2 separate regions of the Danio rerio genome follow, and region 2 is linked to region 1. A link is a contact called in public HiCAR-type data. All regions are on one chromosome and are shown on one strand. The core of a region is the stretch at or near the end of the contact, and the rest is flanking DNA. Distances in the headings are between cores, read along the strand shown.

The links. HiCAR-type assays count read pairs that join an accessible place to other places.
Region 2: a contact with region 1 is called in a HiCAR-type map of caudal fin, with 2.4 times the contacts expected there. The contact joins the promoter of ivns1abpb here to the promoter of rnf2 in region 1. A contact is called at or near these places in 1 of 18 Hi-C or Micro-C datasets (caudal fin) and 2 of 4 datasets of contacts at active chromatin or transcription factors (caudal fin and embryo).

What each region holds. Positions count from the first base shown.
Region 1 is chr2:26,679,398-26,683,816 of GRCz12tu, reverse strand. rnf2 (ring finger protein 2) reads right to left here and starts at 2,731. Exons shown (of 7, transcript NM_131213.2): 1 at 2,687-2,731; 2 at 1,769-1,875. The coding sequence starts at 1,861.
Region 2 is chr2:26,719,110-26,724,027 of GRCz12tu, reverse strand. It overlaps ivns1abpb (influenza virus NS1A binding protein b), which reads left to right and starts at 3,539. Exons shown (of 15, transcript NM_201483.1): 1 at 3,539-3,634.

The DNA.
Region 1 (4,419 bases), core at 1,482-3,981:
TTTGGTCGCATATGCGCCCGAAAATTAATCTATGCGACCTCATAATATATTTGGGCGCATTAGGGCGACTGCTAATAATGGTTGTAGTGCGACCTGTTTTGATTTTTTGTAAAAACGTGCTGAATCGCTCTTCCCTGCCGCTATATTGGTTCATATTAGCTGTCATTCACTCAAGGTATTCCGCTGTCAGATGACAGGGAAGGAGCTTTTATGACCACGGGAAATGCAAACGGCAGAAGAGTAAAAACTTAAAGCACACAGGTTTGCAAACCCCACCTAAAATTGAGGTGCAGATGAGAGCGATCATGACACGTCACGTGGTGAATAATGATCCGCCAGCTGAGATCAATCGAGTACGCGCTTCATGGAGAAGGCGCCCGAATCTCCATGCGTTGCATTCACTGCGTGTTCAGCGCAAATGTCCGCTAAAAGTCAAATCTAATACTGTACATTTCATCGCCAAAGAAGCTCGCCTTTACTAAGTTTACACTGAAACTGCGTCTCATAACAAACAGCGGTATTCCGCCGGTGGTCACCGCAAGAATCTTGCGCTGCCTGCTCATAAATTGGGTCGGCTGACTCGCCAGCTTTTCCACTAACACAGAAAAATGAAGATCATCTCAGACCTTTAAATTGACACAAACTGAAACCAAATCTTTTAAAGAGTGATAGAAGTGAGACTTTACTTTCTTTCTTTTGTCTATCTTTTTTGAGGTGTATATTATTTTTATTTTTTATTTATTTACTGATGACTGCTTTGCAGCTTTCATCATTGAATTGAATGATTTATTATAATCTTTTGTTTGTTTTGTAGCAGAAATATTATTTATTAAATTGACATGCATAAAACAGCAGTACAAAATAAATATTTCTTACTGCAATGCTTCATTTTTGTTTGATGCAAACTATACAATTATTTTTCATAGAGTAACAGACTTTTTATAGCAGATTACCTACATTCATGCACATTCAAGGCAGTATCATAATGAGAAATGTAATTCATTTTTACTATTATTGTCATTTTCATCATCATTAATATTCTATAATTATTAGACAATCATTTTGGAATTATTGCACACAAATATCAATGTCTTCGCAGCATTAGTTAGATAGTTGTTTCTGGTTTTTGTCAGTCCTATTGATGTTGTTTTAAAATACAATAAATCCCTTAAAAAGCAATTTGCAGCGGTGCTCCATCATTTTTGGTGGGTGCTCCTAAATTTTTTCTGGTGCTCCTAAATTTATTTTGGTGCTCCTAAATATTTAAAGTTGGGAGCACCGGTGCTACCAAGTAAAAAAGTTAATTTCGAGCCCTGTTTAAGTTTTAGATCATGCTTATTTTTACACAGCATGACAATTTTAAAGCATTTATTCAACAAAAGATCATTTATTTAACAATTAGTGATAGCATGATATTCATTAAACTAACACTGTAATACTGTGTAATGCATAAATTCAATTCAAATGCATATTTTTCTTGCCCTAAATGTCTCCCCTCCTAAGCGAAACTCACACCTTAAGCTTGCCCACAGTTAATTATCAAGCACATTAGGTGGACGAAGGAAACATACTGATTTTTTTCGGAAACATTTGGTAGGAGAGTCTTTGTTATGATCGTGAATGAACGAGTGAGATGCAAAGATTACTCAGATATATACCTTGTCTATGAACCGCAAGTATTGGTGTTAAAAGGTCATCTGTACGGAACGTCGCTGTGTATGGACTATGGTTAGTCTACTTTATACAATAGTAGTTTTTTTAACGTTACCTGTGGAGTTCTCTGTAATTCATATAGACTGAGCTCCCAGGTCTTGCTGAGGGGTTGAACCCCATTTGTCTGGACCGTCTGTGTCATCTTCATACACCACGTCTTTTCTGTAAAAAATAACAGTAGAGAAGAGTATTGACAGAAGGTCAAAATACCAAATTCTGCCACAAGTGCTACATGTACAGACAGAAACAAGACAAACGACAAATTAAAGTTTATGTATTTGTGATGATTTTTTTTCTATCCAGGACTTAAAGACTTTGTAACCACGATTTTTCAAATATATTCTTAATCAGGACAAGGACAAAAGAGTTTTACGGTGATTATCTTTGACAACTGACATCTGAGGGATGATCCTCTCTGTTGACGCTGGTTAACGTTAACGTACAACTAAAACTGGCACGTTGTCCAGAAATCCCTAAGCATGTTTACCTCAGTCATCAGCATTGAGTGTTTTTTTATATTATCATACTAATCATAATGTAATAAATCATTTAACGTTATCTGTCTAACCAAGTAGACAGTGAGCTAGCAGGCTAAAATTAGCTCCTGGATGCACTTATAACTCTTTGTGTCACTGAATGCACGAAGCATCTGCCTGCACATACAAAGTGTCTTTTGACGTACTGTGCCTGCTTTCCAGCAACATATAGATATCAAGTACTCCAAAATGAAATACGCGGAAGAGAAAATAAATACGGCGGTAATGTTTATCGCCTGCGCTGTCATGAAAACGTAAAGCTAACGGCTAACTCTCACGGCTAATCCAGATGCTGTTTTTACAGGCTCTATTAATCACCTCGGAGATCAATGTCGGCGAGATTGTGACATTTAAACCATTTCGTGCTAATTAAGCCGTTAACGTCGACAAGCAATAAGCATATATTTTAGTAAAAACGCAGCTGTTTACATACTTACATCTCAATGTTGTGAACACTCTCTCTCCTGCCAGCGCGTTCTGGTGAGCTCAATATGGCGGATTTAGTCGGTCCAAAGGAACTCTGGGAAATGTGGTATTTTCAGCAATAGAGTCAGTCTTGGAATCATTCGCTTTGCTAATGTCAAAAATGGTTTATTTGTGGCTCATTGATGACTAAATCCAAACTGTTTTTAGAGGCGTTTAGGAAAGACCACAGTCCGATACATTAAAGGAGACTAATGACAAACCACAGCCTTGACCACAGTCCTAAAATGAGATTGTTTTTATATGAGGGAAAAAAACATAGAGGCCAATTTGTCCCACATGAAATAATAAAGAAAATTCATGCCTATATTAAAGTCAGAATTATCTGCTGAAAATGCAATGACAATTGCATTGGATATTGAGTGGATATTGTAAAGTTTTAAAGAAAACTGTCTGTGATAGTCCCTTATGATTTTGATATGATATGCTTTTAATAGGTGAGTTGTTTGAGTTGGTGGATGCTGGATGTATTTGTAGTTCAACCCAGTACAACATTTCAGCTCAGAGCAAGATATTAAAACTGAAACCCTGCATGCAGAATTCTGTAATAATAATAATAATAATAATAAACATCACATAACACAGAGCAGAATTGCCAAATATCCACTAATATCAAGCATACAATAATGTGATCATAATGGTGTCTAAGGGTATTCCTTTTGAAAATGAACCTTCATTATAGTAAGTGTTCTATGATATTTTTGGCATGTTTATTATCATTTATATAACCTTGCTTTTATGTCAAATACCATGGTTAATGGTTATGTACCAGAACCATGCAATTTCTAGTTCCATGGCTTAACTACAAAAGCCACAAATAGTAAAACCATGACTAAATTTCGTAAAGACTGGAAATTAGTTTGCCTTCTATTGGTAACAGGTTAAAACCACTAAATACTAATAAATTTTATATGTGCCAGCCAAAACATCTAAGAAACCATTCCCCCTTTTTTTAGACAAAAATGTTTTAATGGTTGAAAACTGAGGGTGTGCAGCAGCAGCCTATGTTTTTGCACAGGAAACCATCAAACTGTCTGTGATGTTTCAATTTATTTAGTTTTCTTTTGGACATTACAGTGGATTACAGTGGATTACAGTAGAATTAACCGCCAACTTATACAGCATATGTTTTACACAGTGGATGCCCTTCCAGGTGCAACCCAGTACTGGGAAACACCCATACACTCTCATTCACACACATACGGTCAATTTAGTTTATTTAATTCACCTACAGCACAGGTGTATGGATGGACTGAGGGGGAAACAGGAGCACCCGGAGGAAACCCATGCCAACACGGGGAGAACATGCAAACTCCACACAGAAACGCCAACTGCAACCGGGACTCGAACCAGCGACCTGCTGTGAGGCTGTGTGCCTTGTCTGTGATGCTTTTTCAGCAAGGACGACATAATTATAATGATGAGATACAAAGTTATAATTAGGATAAAATATATTAGATAAATGATACCAATGAGACAACATGAAATAACTCACAAAGTTTGTTCAAGGTTTGAATTAAACTATGAAAGTGAATCTTGGGAGTCAGAGTTATCCCCATTAAAATTAAAAGTGGAAGTTAAATAGTTTCTTATAATTTACATTTTTGTTTGTCATATTATGATTTGCTAGCATTTTATGTGGCAAAAATAAATGTTTTATGATTCTGTGGAAAGTCAATGCGAGTAA
Region 2 (4,918 bases), core at 2,290-4,789, 39 kb before region 1:
TATAATAAATAAGAAAACCAAAAGTATTACTGATACTTATTAATTAAATGCAATTTAATTAGTTACTATTCAATTAGATACTTATTAACAAAAATAAAACTGGTAGTTATTAATTAAATACAATTTAATTTATTGCTATTTTATTAGATACTAAATTACTGATACGTATCGCCCTACAGTTGAAGTCGGAATTATTAGCCCCCTGAATGATTAGCCCTGTTTATTTATTCCCTTATTTCTGTTTAACAGAGAGGTTTTTTTCAACAATTTTTAAAAACATAATAGTTTTAATAACTCATTTCTAATAACTGATATATTTTATATTTGTCATGATGACAGTAAATATTTGACTAGATATTTTTCAAAACACTTTTATACAGCTTAAAGTGACATTTAAAGGCTTAACTAGGTTAATTAGGTTAACTAGGCAGGTTAGGGTAATTAGGCAAGTTATTGTATAACGATGGTTTGTTCTGTAGACTAACGTAAAGAAATATAGATTTAATGGGCTAATAATTTTGACCTTAAAATGGACTATAAAAAATTAAAAACTGGTTTTATTTTATTCATTAATTCTCTAGTCAGCTTAGTACCTTTATTAATCCATGATTGCCACAGCGGAATGAACTGCCAACCCATCTAGCAAGTTTTCATGCAGTGGATGCTCTTTCAGCCGCAACCCATCTCTGGGAAACATCCACACACACACTACGGACAACTCCACCCAATTCACCTGTGCCGCATGTCTTTGGACTGTGGGGGAAACCGGAGCACCTGGAGGAAACCCACACAAACGCAGGGAGAACATGCAAACTCCACACAGCCGAGGCTTGAACCAGCGACCCAGCGACCTTCTTGCTGTGAGGCGACAGCATTTCCTACTGCGCCACTGCTTCGCCCTACTAATTTTATTCTAGCTGAAATAAAACAAATAAGACTTCTCCAGAAGAAAAAATATTTTCAGACATACTGTGAAAATTTCCTTGCTCTGTTAGACATCATTTGGGAAATATTTAAAGAAGATTCGAAAATTCAAAGGGGGGCTAATAATTCTGACTTCAACTTTATATATATAATTGAAAAGAAATAAATTTGTTGCAATACATTTTGCATAAAATAAATATTTAAATTATCCAATAAACAATCATTTAAAAATGTATAACCATATACAAAAATATTTGACAAAAACATTATGAAAAAATAAATGGAATTAACTGGTTATGAGAGTATTAACGCATATTTATATGAAAACAAAGAGCATTTTTCTCTGCCTTTATTATACTCTGACATATAAGCGATAAACAATAATATGCAAAAAAAAAGTTAAAATAAATAAACAAGAGGTATCACTCAAAGATGAAGTATTACTTTGTTCCTTGACACAAGTTTTTATTCTCGATCACAATGTCATGTACAAGCCTAACACAAACACTGAAAACTCAAATGAAAGCATTCATCAGATTAATGGTGTATGTGCAGACTGATCCAGTGATGTGGGCTTTTAAAAGGCCTGCCTATGGCTTATGGGAATGACTGAAGTATGTTGTCAGCTGAGTGTCTTATGTAACCTGTGCTCAGCTGAATGTGTTTAGGGAGATCCACATAGGGCAGGAGGAGGCTTGTCTGTCTGTTTTGTTTCCCTTTATGAATAAGTGGCTGGAAACCGAGGGGATGCTTCACTTCTGCATATGAAGAGGCGCTTGCATAATCCAAATCTCCACTGAGGAAATGGAAGCAAATGTAAAATGACATCACAGAGCAAACACAAATGTAAAAGTATAAATAAAAAAATTAAAATGGTGGACTGCTAGGTCTGAATAATTACTAATCAGAGGCTAAATGCCTTAATAAATTAACATATATTTTGTTATTTCTGTTTAAAATAAACAAATAACCCATTAACAAATTGCATATTTTTTATTATCATTTTTGTCTTTTATTTGTTTATTGATTGTCTGATTGGTTGATTAGTTCATTGATTGATTTGTCTGTTTGTTTAATTAGGAGATATTTATTAAAACAACATTAAAAATATATTTAAGAAAGATGAATGACACTACACTATCATGTACCCTTTTATTTATTTATTTTTACACTTAAATGATATGAATAACAACATCATAAACCAAAATTATTTAATACGATAGATAGAGGCGACGCAGTGGCGCAGTAGGTAGTGCTGTCGCTTCACAGCAAGAAGGTTGCTGGTTCGAGCCTCAGCTGAGTCAGTTAGTGTTTCTGTGTGGAGTTTGCATGTTCTCCCTGCGTTTGCTGGGTTTCCTCCGGGTGCTCCTGTTTCCCCCACAGTCCAAAGACATGTGGTACAGGTGAATTGGGTAGGCTAAATTGTCCGTAGTTTATGTGCGTAAATGAGTGTGTGTGTATGTTTCCCAGAGATTTGTAGCGGCTGGAAGGGCATCCGCTGCGTAAAAAATTGCTGGATAAGTTAGCGGTTCATTCTGCTGTGGCGACCCCGGATTAATAAAGGGACTAACTAGGCCAAAAAGAAAATGAATAGATAGATAGATAGATAGATAGATAGATAGATAGATAGATAGATAGATAGATAGATAGATAGATAGATAGATAGATAGATAGATAGATAGATAGATAGATAGATACTTTGTTTTTTCTTTTATTTTAGGTTCAGCGGATATGAATGACACACTTGAACTGTATGTTAGAATTTATTACATATATATATATATATATATATATATATATATATATATATATTTATTTTAAGAGACATGAGTCATGACTTACAACAATCATTATCCCATTTAAGTATTTTTATTTAGATGAAAATATACAAATGACACAACAACATTAACATAAAGCTCATCTATCTATTTAATTTTAGATTTGTTAAAAATATATGACATCCCTATCATGGACACTCCTTATTTTTTTAGTTTAGGTTCAATGGAAATGAGTGACACAATTACCACAAATCCACAAATCATCTTTTTATTTTAGATAAACAATAGGCTATGTGAATGGCACATCACAAACACCATTTATTTTGTTTATTTAATTAGATTTAAAATAGGCTACATCGACAACACTATCGTAAACCCAATGTATATATTAGTTTTATTTATTTATTTTAAGACAAGAATGACACAACAGCACTGTTATCAGATAACCACGCATTCCTTCCTGCTCCAGAAATGTAACACCTAAAATATTTATACAGACAGTGTCAGGACACATCAGTTCTGGCTGAATGAACTGCACTGTGTTCTGCTTGCTGGAGGGCAAGAACTGGCCCAGTGTGATTAAAGTGAATAATGGTTTAGTGAAACACGGCCAATCACGCGCACTGCACATCCACACAGCACGTCTCTCTTTATGAACATCCAGATACAACACAGCTCATCTTCAAATAATGTCTGACTCCAAAGTGTCACATAATAACATCAGCCAAGTTAACTAGAGATGGCCGAGCCCTAGGATCGAGCCCCATATTTTGCTCCTCCCACAGTCGTCATCAGTGACGCAGCATAGTTAAGCGCGCGCTCTTCGGTGTTGTTTGGTACATCTCGTAAACGGCGCGTCTTTGGACTGATAAAAACAACTTTTTCCTACAGCAGAAATTATGTTCGTCATCTTTAACAGACAAAGGGAGTCGGTAAGACGTTGTATTTATTTAGTGTTTAAAATCAAAAGGGTTTTTGTTGATTAAATTTGTGTTAAAGACGTGAGGTGACTAGAAAAATCTGGTTTGTTTTGAGGCACGTTTGGGTGGTACGCGTGTTTGATAGAAGGCCACGTTTAAATCTCCGTTTGTTGTATTTATTTTGAGGTTTGTGCTACGGTTTGAATTGAACGTTAACGTTAGGTATATCAGTGAAATACGTAGTAACGTTATCATTCATGGTGATTATAAGGGGTTGTTTGGTTTATAATCGAGTATTTATATCTCTTTTTTGTTTTCACTGCACAATAAGCTGTTTTAAACCACGTTATGTCGAATTATGTCGTAAGCTTAACTAACGCGAGTTTACTTATCGTTTCCTCATTTCATTTGTAACGTTAAGTTAGACTGCGAGCTTTTGACCTATCATTAAGATGGCACATAACGCCTGAAGCAGCCGAGCTAACTAAAATCTAGTTTTCTTTCAGTTCGACACAAAAGTGAAGTCATTACGTTTTTAACTTTATGGTGGATGTCGAATAAACGGTAAAAGTTTTGTCTCGGATCGAAATACCTCTGCTACAATTGACTCTTTTAATTTCATAACTAAATATGTAATATATCTTCATAAGCAACGTTAACGTGATCTTGCTTCATCTTATGACCCGCATCCCTACTACAGACCTGTTATGAAGTGTTTATGAAGCGAAAGTTTTGAACATAAGGTTGATGCGTCACGTGTGTTTGTTTCAGCGGGTCTGGTTTAATCTGGAAACTGCAGTTCCTCCTCGCGCTCCGGGTCTCGCGCCTTCAACAAACACCAAACCCGGAAATATTAGAGCTAACTTATTGAAAGTTCAACAACTGCGTCTTTTATGTACATTATAAATTGTAGAAGATAGATTCTAATGTAAACATCTGGTATACTTAAATATGACCCAGCACCACGAAACGGCTGATGTGTTTTTTTCTCTGAAATGTGTACATTTTGTTCACTATACCTGAGCAAAGCTTAATAAATAAGCTTAACATTCACGCATGGCTTGTTAGGACTGGTCTATATTTAGCCGATATATACAAATGCAATTCTGACGGTTCCAAAAAGGAGAAAATAACTAGTTTTTAGAGATTCTCTTTCAAATGTGTCCAAATTAAGTTCTTAGCAATGCATGTTACTGAACAAATTAAGTTTAGCTTCATTTATGGTAGAAAATTTACAAAGCGTCTTCATGAAAGAAGCTCTTTCAAGGTTCTACACTTTAGAGACCCAAGAAATTG